Regions from separate parts of the Mustela erminea genome. Here region 2 is linked to region 1. Evidence: chromatin contacts called from public Hi-C data. All regions are on one chromosome and are shown on one strand. Each heading gives the region's core, a stretch centred on a gene start, on an enhancer-like site or on the middle of the called end of the contact. The rest is flanking DNA. Distances are from core to core; before and after follow the strand shown. Region 1 holds the start of PCBP1 (poly(rC)-binding protein 1). Region 2 has its middle 37 kb from the start of C7H2orf42.

Region 1 (2,974 bases), core at 128-2,627:
ATGATAAAGTTGTGTAGAAACTGAACACTTACAAATTATTTAAAACCTGGAATCACTGACCAGAAATTACACAGTTGGATCATGGGAAAACAGCAGAAAGGGGTTTTAAGTGAACCTACACTGTTCTAGCTGCACCCCATGCCCTTCTCGGAGGAAAGCCTGGCATTGATTAGATACTGGGCCAGACTAATACTGGCAGCAGAACCAGTGATAGTAACCTGCCTACCAGAGGAGCCTTCCACGGGATTGGCAATTTTGATCTGGGCCCCGGACATCTGGCGGATCTCATTAATGTTGGCGCCTTGGCGCCCGATTATGCAGCCAATTAAGTTATTTGGAATGGTGAGTTCATGGGTGGTTTGAGTAGATGCATCCAAACTTGCCCAATAGCCTTTCACCTCTGGAGAGCTGGAGTCAATTCCGGCGAATCCGGTCCCGCCGTGCATCATGGCAAAGTGAGACTGTTGTCTTGCCACCTGGTTCAGCTTGGCCAGATCGAGCGGAGAAATGGTGTGTTGTCCTTGAATCGAGTAGGCATCTAGAGGTGGTCCCTCCAGGTCATGGGTGGCATGGGGGTAGCCCGCAGCGTCGCTGCACCGATCTTGGCCGCCCGCGCAGATGACTGGAGAGCTGGCCGGCATGGGCTGGTACGGAATGGTCATGACTCTCCCTTGCGGAGACTGGGAGAGCGTCTCCAGCATGACCAGGCAGATCTGCTTGACACACTCGGTGACAGACTGCGGCACGCCAGCAATGGTGATGGCCCGCTCAGTGGAGTTGGGCAGCATATCCCCCGCCACCTGGACCTGGGCCCCCGTACTCTCGCGGATCTCTTTGATCTTACACCCGCCTTTCCCAATCAGGGAGCCGCACTGGGTGGCCGGCACCACCAGCCTCAGGGTGACCGGGGGCCTGCTGGCCGCCGTGCTGTTGGTCATGGAGCTGTTGATATCTTCTTCCAGCTTATCGATGATCATAGCGAAGGCCTTAAAGATGGCATTGGTAGGGCCGGTCAGAGTGATGATTCTCTCCGGACAATTCCCCTCCGAGATGTTGATCCGCGCGCCACTCTCCTCGCGGATCCTCTTAACCGACTCCCCTTTCTTCCCAATGATGCTTCCTACTTCCTTTCCGTGCATAAGCAGCCGAATGGTGAGAGTCACATTTAGTCCACTTTCAGTCACACCGGCATCCATGGCGAGCGGCGGGCGGCGTTCGGGGGAGTTGGGCTCGTTACGTGGTCAAGTCTTTGGTGGCTGGCGGGGGGAGGGGAGGTGTAGGCCCAAAACTGCCGGCGCGAGGCGAGCGAGGGCCGCGGGAGCGAGCGGGCGCGGGCGGGAGGCCGCGGCGTCGTCGCAGGGGCAGGCGGCGGCGGCGGAGGGGGCGAGCGGGGCCGGGAGCGGCGGGCGGGCGGGTGGGCGAGGGCGCGGCGGTGGCGACTCCGGCGGCAGCCTCGGCGGTCTGGGCGGGGCGGGAAGCCCGCTTTCAACCCCGCGTACCCTCTGACCCCGGAAGTGCTTGCCGCGCAGGACCCCTTGAAAAAAAATGAGGACCCGTCTTTTTTAGGTCACAAGATTGCGCCAACCTCCACATGGTAGTTTTTAAAAACTCTTTTTAACAGCCTAGCGTTGAACATAAAGCCCCGATGGGCAGATGCTGTGAGCCCGGCAAGGTTTTAAAACAACGTGCATTTTATTAACTCAAGCGGCACTGGCAAATGTTTTGAAATGTTAGTGTTGTGAATGGGGCTGAAACGTTATTTTCCCGCCTTGCAAAAGGGGTTTGGAAGCGGAGCGACACGGGCAGCCCCGGCAGTAACTGCAGGCGGCAGCTGGGACGCCGCGGGTTTAAAACGTGCGCGTGAGGAGGCTAGAGCGCGTGCGCGAGGGTGTGGGGAGACGGGAGGGGCAGCGGCGGTCTTCCGGGGGGGAGGGGCGGCGAGGCGAGGCTTGTGGGGCGGGTGCGCGCGCGCGAGCGCGCGCGAGCAGGCACGTGGGGCCCCTTCGTCCCCGGTGCCCGGGCGCCCCGCGCCAGCCCCCACCCTTGCCCCGGTCCCCCAGCGGCGACCGGTGAGGAAAAAGACCGAAATCCCCCCTACCGCCGCCCAAGTTGCGGCTCTGCACTTGATTTCTGGGGAGTGTTGGAAAACATGGCCATAAAAAAAGAATGGCGTCCATTTACATAATGCTTTGTTTGCATTTTGCAAGTTTCTTTCGGTTGAATCTAGAGAAACCCCACCTCCTAGCGTCTTTTTAGTTGTGGCAGTCTTGTCAGACATTTAAGACAATGGTGTGCCTCTTGGGAACCGCATTTTTTTAGGGGTCCCGAGTAGTGCGGGGGGGTGGTTCTTGCGATTTTCCCCGTTCCGTTTAAGCTCCCGCTCTGCCTTTCTACTCTTGGTGCAGACGCCGCGCCCCGCTTTCTTCGGGGGCGGCCCCTGTCGGGCCCCGCCATCTTGGAAGGCCTTTCTTGCAGTTCGCCATCGCACGTTCTTCTCGCTAAAGAAAAGTCGTTTGGGTGGCTCGTGTACGTTTATTTGTCCGTTTCTCTTTACTTCGGCTAAGCCAGACACAGAAGGCACCCAGACAGACGTGTGCGCAGCGTGCTTTAGGATCCCGCAGGGAAAGAGGCTAACGTGGCTGTCCCTCCGCCCCCCCTTCCTTCCCCACGGGGTGGCCGCCATGTTTCCAGAACACAAAATGGCGACACGTGTCCTGGATTTGTCGCCAACGAGAAATTGGGGTCGACCCGAAAGCTCCAGAATGCCCCCATCCCCATCCCGTGCGTCTTGGCTGCAGCCTTCCCCTCGCAGCGAGTGCTCTGCCCCCCCGGGTCCAAACCTCGGCTGCCTAATTTTAATGCATTTCCTCCATTAATTTAAAATGGAAACGTTTATAACTAAAAAAATGAAGGCATAATACTGAGTTCTCGTTAGTTTTAAATTTAATAGTGAGTAACGAGGGGCAGTACCAGT
Region 2 (2,974 bases), core at 339-2,838, 52 kb before region 1:
CCTTCAGGGGCCTCACCAAGGGAGCAAGATGCCTTGTTTTACAATAGCGCTTTAACATGCATAGGCATCACCCAGGGATCTAGTTAGAATGCATATTCCAATGCAGAAGTTCTAGGGTGGGGGTCCAAGATTCTGCATTTGTGTCATCGAGCTGGATGTAGAAAGTACAGGACTGCGGAGATGCGGCTGGACTCCAGACTGCACTTTGAGAACAAGACCCAATACCTGACTTGGTACTGTGACTCCCACCGCTCACTTCCACCAGTCGGAGAGGGCCTTGCCGGAAGTCGATGACACCTAGCAGTCAGTGGTGGCTGCTAGAGCACTAGCGAACATTGCACCTAAGTACTTCAAGGCGGCGTGTTACTGTGCGCTGCTTCATGGCACGCTCCCACGAAGTTGCTCCAACGCCTGGAGCCACTAGCCAGCCTCCTCTGAACTGGTTCCAACTAGCGTCAGAGAAGTATAAAGTCTGTCCGTAACCACACACATTCCCCGCGCGGGTTTTTCCTTCCTTCTCTCCAGCACCACTTTTTCATTGCTCCTAAGCCCTGGGCTCAAACCCCGACTCTACCACTCGCTATTAACTGTGTGACCTTGGGCAAGTTATTCAGCCCTATAGTCCGGTGTCCTCATCTGCATAGTAGTTATTACCCTTTCACCTATTGTTTGCACTTCTCTCTTCTTCTACCGTCCCCCCTCCAACAGCCTCGAGGCTCCAATGGTGCTTGTTTAATGTAACAGAAAGGCTGCAAGTAAATATGAAGGGGTGTGTGTGATGCTGGTATTCATTTTGTTCATATCCTTTCCCTTTTTCTTCCCCAAATTTTGTATGACGAACACTATTACTTTGATAAGTTCGGAAAAGATAAGGTTATACCCTTAAAAGAATGGGCATAAAAATGACTCCGCACTCCACAGAAAGGTGGAAGAGAAAAAGAAAGACGCCCCGTAGCGGCGGGCGGGGGCTTGTCACGCGGCGGCCACCCGTTGCCCCCTCCCCCGCGAGATGACGTCAGTCACGTTCTTCTCCCGCCCGCGCCGCCGCTTCCGGCCGGTTTGGCCGCTCTTTCTTCCACCAGGCGGCGCCGCAGCACGTTCTGTTGACGACGCCTTCTGCGCAGCCTCGCTGGCGGCCGGGACACGTCACCACCTTCGCGTCCTTTCTGGAGAGCGCGGGAAGGCGAGTGTGCTGGAGGGTGGTGACGACACTGGGGTTCCCCGCCTGGCTCTCGGAGGCGGGGCCGGGGACGTGGCGGGCGGGGGAGGGAGAGGGGAAGGAGGTGGCGCCGCGCGCCGGCTGACTGCGCCCCGCCCGCCTCGTGACCCACTGTGAGGCCGGGCGGCTGAAAAAGGTGCTGACGAGGCGGTCTGGACCGGGGAAGCGGCCCCGGGCCCAGCGCGGGGCCCTTAGGAGGTCGTTCTTGGGCACGGGTCGCTCTCAGACGTGCTGCGGGAGTCCCGGGCGCCTCTAGGCCCGCCTTTGGGCCGGGCACCAACTTTCTGGCACCCACGTAGGGGCGGGTCCGAGCCCGCGCTGCGACCGGTGCGTTCTCCCGGCAGCGGCGTGGACTCGGGCACGTGGGGCCGGGCCGCACCCCGGCTGCAGACCGCGCGGCTCTTTGGGGAAGGCGTAACCGCTCCCTCCCAGCCCGTCCTCCTCCCCCGCCTCCGAGTGTTGGCCGGCCCTCCCCCTTGCTGGTCCTCCCTTCGGGGGAGAGAGGAAGAACGTGCGTCCTGCGCGGAGGCGTGGGTTTGAATCCCGACCCCCCGCTTATTGTTTTCCCTGAGCCCCTGAGCAAGTCATTCAGTTATCTTCGAATGTCGGTTTTGTCCTTCGTAAGATACAGATCGCACCATCCACTTAACAGATCTACTCAACAAGGGAAGATCAATCAAAATATAAAAATTAATTTCCACTTTTTTGCCACGGGTCTGGCATTAGTCGCTGGGTGCCCTTAAGGGACGGTGTAGTTCCGTGTACCGGTTTTTAAGAGACAGGGCTTCCGTTTTCTATGCGCTCCACAACCTGCGCAGTGGCTTTGGAAGGAAAGAGGGCAAAGGGCTCATCCATGACCTAATGAGTTGAACCTGGGGTCTAATCAGAATTTGGGGAGGAGTGGTTTCTAGAATTTTCCCTGGGTGCCAGCCCCCTGTGAAACTACTTAATGAGGAACCACAGGATTTCCTGCTGGGAGCCCCTGTCTACAGGGTGCACACTGTCTTGGGGCACCCTTCAGTTGTCTTCCTCTTGTTGCTGTGCCTTCTCAGGATCCTTCATCTCATATTACATTGCTGTGGCCAAGTCATTTTTCTTGGAATGGCCTGATCCCTGAGGACATGCGAGCCTCCCATAGCTTATAGGAGGCTGGTTTAACTGAGTAAACAGAATGCAACACTATCTCCTGGAAGGAGGAAAACTGATGTGTCCCAAAATGCTTATTTAGCATGTGTCACAGACCCTGCTAGGTTTTTCACACAAGTTTCCATCTCATTTGATTTCTACACCCTGTCCTGTGAGCCAGGTGGAATTATCATCCCTTTGCATAGAAGAGGAAACTGTGGTTCAGCAGGTTAAATAACATGCCTCACAGCAAGGATGTGGTAGAGCCAGTGTGCTTGGAGACCATACTAAGGTTTGGTTGCATGGTTCTAGCAAGAAAGAGGCAGTGCCTAGTCAGCCTTTCTCTAGGGTATGTTATGCTCAGGACCATTCTATAGGGTATGTGTGAAGGCATATTACACTGAGGGCTTCACCTCCATATCCCCACTCTGGCCATGCTTGCCATTTGTATCAAAGCAAAACCAGACTAAGTGACAGATAAAGGGCAGCATTTGTGGCTCCAAAAGACAGAAAAGGGGTAGCTTCCCCCAACTTTGCCTTAGTCATGGATGTGTTAATGGAAGGACTCCTGTATATTAGACTTGGGCCTTTTTTTAGCAGGAGCTAAACCTGGCAGGAGCCACCTCTCCT

The links. Hi-C and Micro-C count contacts between places; a contact is called where the count stands out from the background.
Region 2: a contact with region 1 is called in a Hi-C map of spleen, with 7 times the contacts expected there. The contact joins the enhancer-like site here to the promoter of PCBP1 in region 1. A contact is called at or near these places in 3 of 3 Hi-C or Micro-C datasets (fibroblasts, skeletal muscle and spleen).

Annotation. Positions count from the first base shown.
Region 1 is chr7:88,510,668-88,513,641 of mMusErm1.Pri, reverse strand. PCBP1 (poly(rC)-binding protein 1) reads right to left here and starts at 1,377. Exons shown (of 1, transcript XM_032352356.1): 1 at 1-1,377. The coding sequence starts at 1,196. The coding sequence ends at 126. It overlaps LOC116595711 (a long non-coding RNA gene), which reads left to right and starts at 2,076. Exons shown (of 11, transcript XR_004287831.1): 1 at 2,076-2,289.
Region 2 is chr7:88,563,060-88,566,033 of mMusErm1.Pri, reverse strand. No RefSeq gene overlaps it. Among named protein-coding and RNA genes, the nearest start is that of C7H2orf42, 37 kb to the left of the region's middle. Within about 2 kb of position 1,588, the one cell type or tissue checked has open chromatin away from gene starts, as enhancers often do. A contact at or near this core is called in fibroblasts, where this site is marked.